Regions from separate parts of the Sus scrofa genome. Here region 1 is linked to region 2. The links are chromatin contacts, called in public HiChIP or PLAC-seq maps. All regions are on one chromosome and are shown on one strand. The core of a region is the stretch at or near the end of the contact, and the rest is flanking DNA. Distances in the headings are between cores, read along the strand shown. Region 1 has its middle 21 kb from the start of AHCTF1. Region 2 has its middle 34 kb from the start of ITPKB.

What was found. HiChIP or PLAC-seq counts read pairs in DNA pulled down with a chosen protein or histone mark.
Region 1: a contact with region 2 is called in an H3K27ac HiChIP or PLAC-seq map of skeletal muscle, with 7 times the contacts expected there. The contact joins two enhancer-like sites. A contact is called at or near these places in 1 of 47 Hi-C or Micro-C datasets (fibroblasts) and 1 of 2 datasets of contacts at active chromatin or transcription factors (skeletal muscle).

What each region holds. Positions count from the first base shown.
Region 1 is chr10:15,017,874-15,023,696 of Sscrofa11.1, reverse strand. No RefSeq gene overlaps it. Among named protein-coding and RNA genes, the nearest start is that of AHCTF1, 21 kb to the left of the region's middle. Within about 2 kb of position 3,771, at least 26 of the 83 cell types and tissues checked have an H3K27ac peak or open chromatin away from gene starts, as enhancers often do. A contact at or near this core is called in skeletal muscle, where this site is marked.
Region 2 is chr10:14,499,983-14,506,410 of Sscrofa11.1, reverse strand. No RefSeq gene overlaps it. Among named protein-coding and RNA genes, the nearest start is that of ITPKB, 34 kb to the right of the region's middle. Within about 2 kb of position 3,165, at least 19 of the 83 cell types and tissues checked have an H3K27ac peak or open chromatin away from gene starts, as enhancers often do. A contact at or near this core is called in skeletal muscle, where this site is marked.

The sequences.
Region 1 (5,823 bases), core at 2,522-5,021, 520 kb before region 2:
ACCTGTGTCTGTGGATGGATGAGTGGATAAACAAAGTGTGGTGAATACACATAATGAAATGTCATTCAGCTTTAAAAAGGAAGGAAATTCTGACACATGCTGCATCATGGATGAACCTCGAGGGAATTTTGCAAAATGAAACAAGGCAGTCATGAAAGGACAGATACTGTCTGATTCCACTTACACGGGGTATCCTGAGTAGTCAAACACAGGGTACCTTGAGTAGTCAAACTCAAAAAGACAGAGAGTAGGATGGTGGTGGCCAGGAGCTGGGGGAGTGGGCAAAGGGGAGTTGTTTAATAAGTGCCAAGGTTGAGATTTGCAAGAAAGCCTTCTGGAGATGGTCAGAGGTGATGGTTGCACAACAATGTGAATATACTTGATGCCACTGAACTGGGCGCCTAACAGTGATGATGATTAAAAAAAGAACCCCCAAATGCTATGATGGTACATATATGTTACATGTATTTTATCACGATTTTTTTCAAAAGGCCATTTGAGCCATTTGGGATCTTTAGACTGTAGAGATCCAACTGACACTGTGATCTTACCTAGAGGGGGACAGAGAGGAAAACAATCATTGCAGGACTGGCAGAAAAGAAGGAAGGAAGATGCAAAGGGGCCTGGGAAGTAGCAGCCAGAAGCATCAGGGGGAAAAACAGGAGTGGTGTAGGCAAGCAGAAGGAAGCCTGAGAGCAGGTCTCAGGTCCAAAAGCTGTAGAGACGCCAAGAACAAGAGGGGCTGAAAGGAATCCTGCATTGAGCAAGAGATTGTGACCGAGGTGAAGGCAGCTTCAGGGTAGAATCCAGATTACAGCGGGGTGGGCAGTATGTGGGCTGAGGACATGGAGAAAATGGGTGCCTCGGAATTCCCATTGTGGCGCAGGAGAAATGAAAAGTGGTGCCTCCTGGAGGCTTGGCTGCGAAGTGAACGGGAGAGGAGCTGGTAATGACCACATCGATACAGGGCTGTCAGGAGTTGATGACAAGATCATTGGCTTTGCAACTTGCTCCAATTTCACGCTCACTCAGCATCCTTCTGCACATATCCGGATCCCAGTGCCCACAAGAACATCTGGCCCACCCGACAGCCTTGAGAAACTGGTGTTCTACTTGCTCCTTCATCCTCTCAAGAATTTGGTTACCTGGGGACTTCCTGTTGCGGCTCAGTGAACCTGACTAGTATCCATGAGAATGCGGGTTTGATCTCTGGCCTCGAACAGTGGGTTAAGGGTCCAGCATTGCCATGAGCCGTGGTATACTTTGCAGATGAGGCTCGGATCCTGCATCACTGTGGCTGTGGCATAGGCTGGCAACTACAGCTCTGATTCGACCCCTAGCCTGGGAACTTTCATATGCCGCAGGTGCAGCCTTTAAAAAAGAAAAAGCAAAAGAATAATAACAATTATTATAATTAGATTAATTATTATTATAATCAGCTAGCTGAAGAAAGCTCACCAATGCCAAGCACCTCGGACAAGACCAAGCTTTGGGAAATGCAAAGCTCAGGAGGTCGGACAGCCTGGCGCTCTCCTTGAGCCCATGCAGCATCTCCCGGCTCTGTCTCTCTCTGCCTGAAATGCCGTCCTTCTGACGCACACAACTTAGTTTTCTTCCCACGCATCCTCCTTTGAGACTCAGCTTAGCCTTCACTCCAAAAAGCCTTCCCAGGCCCTCCCTGCCCGCCCCAGGCTGGGGTACCAGCCCTTCCGCTGTGCACCCTTCACAGGGACCCCATGCCTGTGACACCGTGTTCCCCATATTGTCTGTCTGTTATTTGCTGGCTTCCCCCCATTGAGCTGTGAACAACCAGAGGGCTTCCTGTTTGTGCCACCCCTGTTCCCAGCATATTGAAGGTGTTCGCTAAGTGTTTACAGAACTGGTGAATGAATGGCAAAGACAGATGAGGTTGAAACTGCCTGGTGAATAACAGGACAGGAAATCCATTCTGAGAAGGCCGTATTTATTCTGTTTGCCACACACCAGATGTGAGGGGTCTATGAAAAGATCTGGACCGTAATCTTCAAGAGCATAAGCACGGGAGGTCGTTTATCACATCTTCCGTGTTGGAAAGAGGAACGGTAGTTACACTTGGCCTCTGTGCTCTCCAAATGATGTGTTCATACTTGAGGCTGGCACATCGTGAACAATAAATCTTTGTTGAATAGAAGAATGAGTCTTTATTATAGAACGTATAACACGACTTCCTAGTTTTTATTTATGTATGATGTTCTCCTCTAATTGTGAGCTCCTGGAAGCCTGGGACTGTGTCTTGCTCCTGTTTGTTAACAGAATCAAGCACAGAGCTTTGCACATAGTAGGGGTCAAAAATGTCTATTGGCTGGGGAGGTCCCATTGTGGCTCAGTGGGTTATAAACCCGACCAGCATCCTTGAGGGTTAGGGATCAGTGGGTTGGAGTTCCTGTTGTGGCACAGTGGAAACGAATCTGACTAGTATCCATGAGGATGAGGGTTCGATCCCTGGCTTTGCTCAGTGGGTTAAGGATCCAGCATTACCCTGAGCTGTGGTATAGGTCAAAGACATGGCTCGGATCCCACGTGGCTATGGCTGTGGTGTAGGCTGGCAGCTGCACTCTGATTCGACCCCTAGCCTGAGAACCTCCATATGCCACAGGTGCAGCCCTAAAAAGCAAAAAAAAAAAAAAAAAAAAAAAGTTTATTAGCTGAAATAATGAATTTCTGAGATGAGAGTGAGGCGCGCATGCACACACGTATTCTACATTTTCTTTTTTTTTCCTCCCCAGTATTATTTTTTCCATAGGAAACCAGGTGAAAAATCCATTTATTATTATTGGTTTTTAATGAGCCTGAGTGCTTCTGCAGGCTTCCTTGGCAGTTTGCTCTGGCAGCAGCTAACATGCTTCCTTTGCATCAGTAGAGGTTCGGAGGGGTCACAACTGGACTGTGACTGTGATGGCACCTAGCGCTTCTGGAGGGGGTGGGGTGGGGACTGGGGCGTCCTGTGATAGAGACCTACGTGTGTAGGGGGACATGCTGTCACGAGGCAGCTGTGCACCTAGGTGTGGGTACAGGAAGTTTTACTGAGGCTGCCCAGTGGAGTTGCATGCTTAGCATTATTAAACTTTCCAATAACTATTCGATTTAGCAATAGATACGCAAAAGATCAGTACCCAGTGGGTATCTAATCTAGGTTTCCTTCTACTGGCTCTCTAGTAACTAGAGCAAGAAGAACTCCCCTAACATCCTCTGTCTTTGGCCTGCCTGCAGGGGAAATGGGTTTGTCTAAGCAAACCCATTTTTTTTTTTTTTTGGTCTTTTTAGGGCTGCACCCATGGCATATGGAAGTTTCCAGGCTAGGGGTCAAATCAGAGTTGCAGCTGCCAGCCTATGCCACAGCCACAGCAACACCAATCTGAGCCATGTCTGTGACCTGTGCCACAGCCACAGCAATGCCAGATCCTTAACCCACTGAGCGAGGCCAGGAATCGAATTGCATCCTCGTGGATACTAGTTGGGCTCATTACCACTGAGCCATAATGGGAACTCCAAGTATTTTAAGAAATACATATATTTTCCCTTTACTGATGGAATGAGGATGTCACAAAAAGAGAAGCAGGTCCTCAGTGCCACGGGTAGTTTCATTTTGGAGGTTCTTATCGTCGCTATTGGGGCTGTGAAACTGGCTGGATCAGAGCAAAGATGACAGCCCCTCCCCCGCCTGCTCTTGGATCAGCTCCGCACAGCATGTCTTTGTCCTTTTGGGAGACCAGCTCTTCAGCCTAGAGACATCCATACTGTCCCCACCCTGGGAACAAGCACAGAGGCTCATGAACGTTACTTCAGCCCATATACTTACTGCCTCTGGGCTTTGATGGGTGACCCTCCCCCCCAAGCAGTAGTTCAAGGTCAGCCAGGGAGGGGAGTGCCCTTGGAGTGCCCTTGGTAATGGGCCTCTCCTCTGTGGCTTCCAGGTTTGGCTCCAGCTCCATCAACAGAGATGGGAAAGCCTTAAACTTTAATGATCTGTAGCCTGATTTCTCTTGGACTAGCCCGATATCCTTCCCTGCTCTCTTCAGGAGGTGCTTGTCCAAAAGCATGTTCTGTTTATTCCCAGAGAAAAGAGCTGGCTTCCTTTTCAGCTCTTTTTCTGCTCATCGTTATTTGTAAATTCCGACTCTCCAGTCTCCAGCTAGGCAAATTTACAAGTTATTTTTAGCAGCTATGTGGAAACCTCACTGTCAAAAAGTGTCCTGATAAAAGAACAAGGACAGTCTTCATTAAAAAAGATTTCAGAAATGCGTCGCCTGTTTCCTCCTGTTCTCTCACCTCTGCTTTAAAACAGAGCCTTTTCATTTGACACGATGGTAACAGTTCTTAATTCTAGGTGGTGGGAGTGCGGGTTTTAGTTATAGTGCTATGTAGGCTTTTCTGTAACGTTTCTATATACCAGGGGAATGGAACCCCCTAAAGCTAAATTGCTTTCTGCCTTCCCGCCTGAGCTTCTGTTCTCCGCTCAGCTGCTATCAGCTCCCCAGCTGCTCTAACCAGGCCACACCGTTTCCTTTGAGCTCGAGATCTCTGTGTTCCAGGCCAGTGCTTCCCCCACCTAACAACCGTCGCTTGCCAACCATTCTTGCTGGACCTGGAAGTGAACCACTGATCCCAAAGATTAAAAAACAAAATAAGGAGATAGAGTGTCCCCAGGGACCTCTCTGCTGAACCTGACCAGGGCTTACTAGCCTTGCTCCTGTGCTTTCCCAGGGAGAGGAGGTGGCCAGACTCACTAAAGCCGCTGGGGGTGGAGGAGTCTGGACCCAGATGACACAGTGCTTGACACGAGAGGCAGCTGAGGTGCTGAATGAAACACGTTTCCAGAGCCACAGGTTTCAGCTGACGTGGCTGCACCCTCGTCTGCTGTCCATAATCCAACAAATTGCATCCTGGGGTTCCTGCAGCATCTTCATTTACAAGAGTGGTTCTCGAGCATATTAGGTGTTGTATCAGAATCAACAAGCTCAAAAAGAGCACACAGATTAGACTTTCTTTCTTTCTTCCTTCCTTCCTTCCTTCCTTTCTTTCTAGGGCCTCACCTGCGGCATATGGAAGTTCCCAAGCTAGGGATCAAATCAGAGCTACAGCTGCCAGCCTACACCACAGCCACAACAATGTGGGATCTGAGTCACGTCTGCAACCTACAACAGAGCTCACGGCAACGCCAAATCCTTAACCCACTCAGTGAGAGCAGGGATCGAACCCACCACCTTGTGGATACTAGTCCGATTTGTTTCCGCTGCGCCACAATGGGAACTCCATATTCCTGGAGTTTCTGATTCAGTAAGATTGGGGTGGAGCCCAAGAATTTGCATGTCTCACACTTTCCCCGGGTAAAGCTGCTGGTTGGGGACAACACTTAGATTTAGAAGATACAGTGGCGGCGGGTGGTTTTCATCTTATCTCTGTGCTGGGGTGAAATCAAAGTCAGGAGAGGAAGAGCTGAGGTCATTTGGCTCAGCTCTGGGCCTCCCCGTCTGCTTATAACTCAGCAGCGCCATTGCCTCTATTCTGTACACCAACCGCCTGGCACGGGTGCTGTTTGGGAAGGCACACGTCATGTAGATCTCAACCCACAAGGGGTTTTCTTTTCTTTTCTTTTTCTTTTGTAGGGCTGCACCTGCAGCATGTGGAAGTTCCCAGGCTAGGGGTCCAACTGGAGCTACAACTGCCAGCCTATACCACAGCCACAGCAATGTGGGATCTGAGCCACATCTGCAACCTATACCACAGCTCACGGCAACACCAGATCCTTAACCCACTGAGCGAGGCCAGGGATTGAACCCGCAT
Region 2 (6,428 bases), core at 1,916-4,415:
GGGACATCCCATTTCAGAATCTGCCAGCAGAGAACATCTGAATCTTCCCTGGCTTGGTGGGGTCAGACCCACTCCTTGAAACTGTAGAGTCCTGAGCCAGGCTGGGACCTGAGACCTGGGACACTTTGCTGCAAGTGGCTGCAATGCTTGCACCTAGACACACATCTCCTCGAGCAACAAAAGCAAAAGCAGAGTGTTCTGCATGCGCTCTGTACATACCACCACCAAAGGGGTGGCCGAACACCAAACCTCCTCTCTGGCCTGACCCCCCAGACCAGCCCCTAACCTCACGCCATATAAGGCACCAGCTGCCCCCCTCCCTCCCCACCCCTCCCTCCCTCCTTGGGGAGCAAGCAAGCAAGGGAGACTGGTGTTTGTTTCAGTCCCCCCTCCACCGCTATATGATATAGCAGGGGCCCCACAAAAACCTCGCCTGAATTTTCCTACCTGGCTTATCAATTTCTATTGATTAAGGAGGTCGAGAACCCTGCATGGTAACAGTCCCAGCTCAGGAGGGCACAAGAAGACAGACTGGACAGACACAAAAAAACACCCTCTTATATACAAAAACTGGGTGTGTGATGAAGGACACATAACGAAGGGGAAAGAAAGATTAGTCCACAACTGGTGCCGATGGCACTTAGAAGTTCATTTCACTTAATACATCAAACGCGGTACCAAATTATTCATTAAAGGGTGAATATTTCAAAAGTATTTTTAAAAAGTATACCATAAAAACTAGAATAAAATATCATTTAATGTTAATTAAGACTTGAAGGGAATAACTTCTAAGCCCAGGACCCACAGAGGAAAATCATAAAGAAATGTTAACCAGGCTCGATATCTTTTGAGAGCGTATTATGGTCAGTCTCTATTTTTTTTTTTTTTTTTTTTTTAGGCCACACCCACAGCATGTGGAGGTTCCCAGGCTAGGGGTCAAATCAGAGCTGCAGCTGCCGGCCTACACTACAGCCACAGTAACACTTGGGATCTGAGCCGCTTCTGCGACCTACACCACAGCTCATGGCAACGCCGGATCCTTAACCCACCGAGCGAGGCCAGGGATTGAACCTGCATCTCTTGGATCCTAGTCAGGTTCATTACTGCTGAACCACAATGGGAACTCCCCCCCTTCCCTCCCTTTTTTTTCTGTGCCTGATTTCTACCTTAGGTTATGGGGTTTCTGACAACACCTGTGTGTCTGCAGTGGCCTTTTCCTGAGATGGAGACAGAGCCCAATGACCCCAGCTGCCTGGGGAGGGGCCGTGGCCCCACAGTTCCCCTCTCTTAGCACCCTCCGCTTTGTGTGGGCTTTGTCTGAAAACACCTGAAATCACAAGTGAAGCGGCTCAAGGTCATCTTCCTGCAGCTGCTCTGCAAGCTGTGCAAATGTGCGGCAGGACATCATACAATCCAGCTGCGGCCGCCAGTTGGTTCCTAGGCAACTTCCAAGGCAACGGCTCAAGCAGGCCTAGAATGCATTGTCTGGCCTCGGCGGGCAGCCTTCTCCGGGAGAGATCTCACAGGAGTCAGATGTTCCCCCCATTCTTCCAGGCCGAGAGGAGATGGGAACCCAGGCCCTGCCTCCTGGAGAGCCTTTGTTAGCCCGGACTCCTGACCCCTTTGGCCAAAGGCACTTCAGAAGTGACTCGGGGAAGCACAAATGCTCAGAGAATGTGGCCAAGGGGAAGGAGGAGGTTCAGAGGAACCCCCATCACAGCACCAGTCCCTTAATGCTGCTTCCCATGATCCCTTTGGGAGACGGCTGTGCCCAAGTCAGAGAGCACTTGGGAGCCCCCCATACCCCAAGCTGGACCTGGGTTGCATTTCAGGGGCAGCAGCACCCCTGCCAAGCTGCCAACTTGTGGAGGGAGCTGCCCCAGGATGCCACGGCAGGCAGCTCCCAGGAGAAGCCCCAGCTGAGAGCACTGGGCACCCAGTGCTTGCCATGTCCTCTCCTAACCTGCCCAGTACCCACCTTTTTCTGGAATCAGTTGTGCCTGCCTGTCCCAAAATTTCACTTCCAGGAAGGCAATAGGCTTCCTAGACACACAACCCTGTAGCTGCAAACACAGAGCCTGAGGCCGACACCCAGGAACTTGCCTTAAGATACCTCGTAACAGGAGGTCCCATTGTGGCTCAATGGGTTAAGGACCCGTCTCAGTCTCTCTGAGAATGCAGGTTTGATCTCTGGCCTTGCTCAGGGGATTAAGGATCTGGCATTGCTGCAAGGTAGAGCAAAGTTTGTAGATGTGGCTCAGATCTGGCATTGCTGTGGCTGTGGGGTAGGCCAGCAGCTGTGGCTCCAATTCGACCCCTAGCCTGGGAACTTCCATATGCCATGGGTGCCGCCCTAAGAAGAAAAAAGAGGGAGAAAACAAAAGACAAAAAATAAATAAATAAATAAAAATAAAACCCCGAAAAAACCCTTGTAACAACTTTCCTGAATCTGAACTTTGTATACAGTGGTAACAGTGGTGCATTGCCTTTCTCAGCCTCCACCTGGCTCGAACACCCAGCACAGGGCAGGCTGCAGAGACCTCTTCAGAGATGCTGATCAGTGGTTGTCCCACCACCGCCCCCCGCCATCCCCTTTGAACAGATTCAGTCTTGCCCATAACTGAGCTCCAGCGGCTCCTGGCTACAGCAGATTGGACCAAATGGGGCATCTGAATGTTGGCAGGCAAACTGCAGCTGCAGCTCCAGCCCCAGAGGGGCTGATTAGATTTCCCTCTGGATTCATTCTGCCTCAGGAACCTGAGGGCTCTGGCAGCAGCAGCAAGTCCAAAGCGCCAGGAAGATAGGAGGCCAACAGGGGGACAAGGTCAAGGACAAAAGTGCCACAGAAGGAAGCACCTGTTTCCACACACACACACATACACCGCCTCTCCTTGAAGCAGGGGTCAGCTGGCAGGAGGGAAATTTTCCTTACAAGCCCTTAGGAGTGACCGCTGTCCTAAATCTTCACGACAAGCCGTGTTCCGGGGCTCCCAACAGGGGGACTCCCCACCCAGAGACCCGGTTCACCCAGACACATGCATCCAATCCGTCTGGAGCCCACGGGCCTCGCAGGGCACAGGTACAAGGAGCATCCTGGGTGGGCGGGTCTGACCAACTTCCTCAGACACCAGAAGGAGGAAGCCGGTGTTTCCTGGTGTCTCACTGGGGTTCTTGCTCGGCGCTGACTGCCCGCTGGGCCTTCTCCAAGGCTGAAAGCCCCACCACCACACTGATGCCCTCGCTAGCGCCACAGCCTCGTCCTCAGCCTCACTTTTTATAAGCCTGCATAATCTCAGCATCTTGGGTGGTCTATTTTTACCCAGGTTTGCCTGGATTCCATGTGGCACCAGAATCACTGGAGGGAAAAGGCAGCTTATTAACAGCAGAAGCTCCCAGCTCTCACCCCTGACTCAGTGAATCAGAATCTCCAGACCCAGAGCCCCGAATATGTACTTTTAAAGCTCCCTAGAGGATGCTGAGGCACAGCTGGGGGTGGGAACCGCTGAGCCGGGCCAACTCCATCGAGACAGATGTGGAAACAGGCCCAGGAGGGGAAGTGTCTTGTCTCAGCCATTCAGCTCATAGTGGGGTGGGAGGTGGCCTCTCCAGACAAGCCCAACCCCCAGACAAGATGCTTTTGTGCAATCACCTGGGTCTGATTCCTCCAGGTGCTCACTGGGAGCACAGGTGGGGGAGGAAAAATGGACAAGTTGACATTTATTTTGCACTTGGGAGCTGAGCGCTAGACACATCCCATTTATCCACACCCTTATGGAGACAGAAAAATATATGTGTTTATACAAAGCTTCTTCTTTTTTTTTTTTTAATCTTTTTAGGACCTCACCTGTGGCATTTGGAAGTTCCCAGGCTAGGGGTCCAATTGGAGCTGCACCTGCCAGCCTACGCCAACAGCCACACAACTCAGGATCTGAGCCACGAATGTGACCCACACCACAGCTCATGGCAACGCCAGATCCCCAACCCACTGAACGAGGCCAGGGATCGAACCCACATCCTCATGGATACTAGTTGGGTTCTTAACCCACTGAGCCACATGAGAACTCCTTAAAGCTTCTGCATTAAACAAAAGAAGGACAGAAAGGACTCCACATGGACTTTCTATTTCTGGCCAGTGGAGCAACTTCTTGTTACTGGATGTGGTTTCCCTGCTCACCCGCTAAGGTTTGTAATAATAGAAAGTCAACATACGCAAACCTCAGGCATTGATAGCACCCCCTGAAAGGGAGTACAGGTTTCCCCTACTCCCCAACCCTTGAAGGAACCAGAAAAGAAGGCCACCCTGGAGAAACCCTGGTAAAACCCCAAGGCGGAGCCAGACCTGTTTTGCTCATCACTGAGTGTGTCTTCAGGCCCTAGCACAGTGCCTGATGTAGAGATGGTTGGGCCAGACCTGACAATCAAGCAAACGTGGAGGTTGTTATTGCTCCTATCAACCCAGCTTTATTGATCTCTTCTACCTGGTTAGCATCAGTGATCCCTCGGCCTCTGGAATGAAGGGGTGTCCTATAAGGTATGAGCAATACCCACTTCTAGAACTTTCCCGAGGAGCTGTCCCTTTGCCCAGCCACGACAAATCTCCCCTCCCTTGGAAGTGCCGCGCCTCCCACCCTGAAATGCCCCTCCGTCCACTCATGCTCTTGCTCTCTATCCAGGGAGCACTCCAAGACTCTCATCTCACCCACACCTGCTGTACCAGCTGGGTCTGCCCCTCCAGTAGGTCTCGCCCATCTCTCCTGTCCTCTCTTTGGGCCTCAGCTCACTCTTGGCTCCTCCTCGGAACAATCCTCCCTCCCTTCACTTCTTCCCAAAGAGAAAGCCCATCGGTCTGACGGGCGGGTTTCCCATCAGGAACTGGGCTGTGGTCCCTGTGGGCGCCATCTTTAGGCTCTTCCTCGTCCTGGATGAGGCCAACACATTCCAGTCCTCTTTGACTTCTGAGGCTGCCCTGAAGCTTTTCCTCACACAAAACGTTACCCTTTTTATCTGGGGATTGGGATCGAGGGGAATGACAGTGCCTTGATCTCCAGCCTGGGCCAAAAAAATATTGCACATGGTTCCACCGAGTCAAAGAGAGGTTGGGATTTGTTATCAGTGATAATCAGACCCTTATTGTTGTAATGCCCCCTCCCCCACCTTGACTGTCTCATTGTAATGTCCCCTCCCCAACCTTGACCAACCTGGCCTGCCCCTTCCAAACCCTTCCTCAGAAAGGTATGTGGCCCACTCCTCACCTGCCACTATGGGGGCCTTATACACCCCCAACCAACCAGGAAGTGTATCCTAAGACCCCTCTTTCCCCAACCAATCAGCAGGTTAGCAGGTGTATCAGGAGACCTCTCCTCTCTCCCTGGGCTATAAAAACAGACCCGACCCTGAGCCCCCAGGTCAGCTCTCCCTGATGAGGAAGTCAGCCACTGTTTTAACAAAGTCTCTCGCTTCAATAAACATGTCTTTTCTTCACCTTGCTTTGGATCCAGAAATTTCTTCTTTCCCACCCATGTGCACAGACCACGACATTTTGGTGGCTCATATAGGGACCTCAGTGGGGATTTCCGGCACAGTCCATGACGCAAACCATTATTAAATCAGGCTCTCTTCTCTCTTGATCCACAGACTGGACCCCGTCGACTTTAGGATGAAAAACCTCAAAGTATTCTGTGCCGGATTCTACCACGTGTGCTCCCTTACGTCCATGTTCATGGATGATGCTTACGCCAGCAGCGGCAAAACTTTAACTGTGTTTTCACCCACTTGAGTGGAGCAGGAGGGGATACGCAGAAGACACCTGTCTTAGAGGGTCTCACCATCCGGTGTATCATCCAACCCAGTGGCTAGACTCCCTGGCCTGCCTCTTTGGATGCTCAGCTCAGCTCAGCTCTTTCCTGAGCAACCTCAGGGCTGATGATTCACTCCCCTTCCCCACCTCCCAGCCCCTTGCCACGGGGCAGCCAGAGGTCATCGCTGTCCCCTCCCCAGGCTCCTCGTGATGTGGAAATCAGCCTGGGAGGTGTAAAGTAAACTGTTTTCTGATGACAAATGGTTCTGAGGTGGAAAATAAAAGAAAGAAAAGAATAATGATACTGGTTATGCCAACTTTTTTTTTTCCTTTTGGGAAAATGTCATACATAAAACAGAAGGAAGCAAGATTTTTCCATAAAATCTATCTTCCCAGAATACTCCGACAGTGGCTCTCTTGAGTGGTCGAGACCTGTTCTGGCTGCACTAAGACTTACAACGTCAAGGGTGAGAGTCAGAACCCCCACCCCTGGAGGCCCCTTCGACTTCTGAGGGGTGTCCTGGCATGAGACTCGCCTCCCCAGATGGAGCAGGCAGCCAGCAACAGCTCCTTTCGACAGGAAGTGCCAGCTGGAAGGCTGGAAGGGTGAAGCCCACAGTGCCCACTTTTG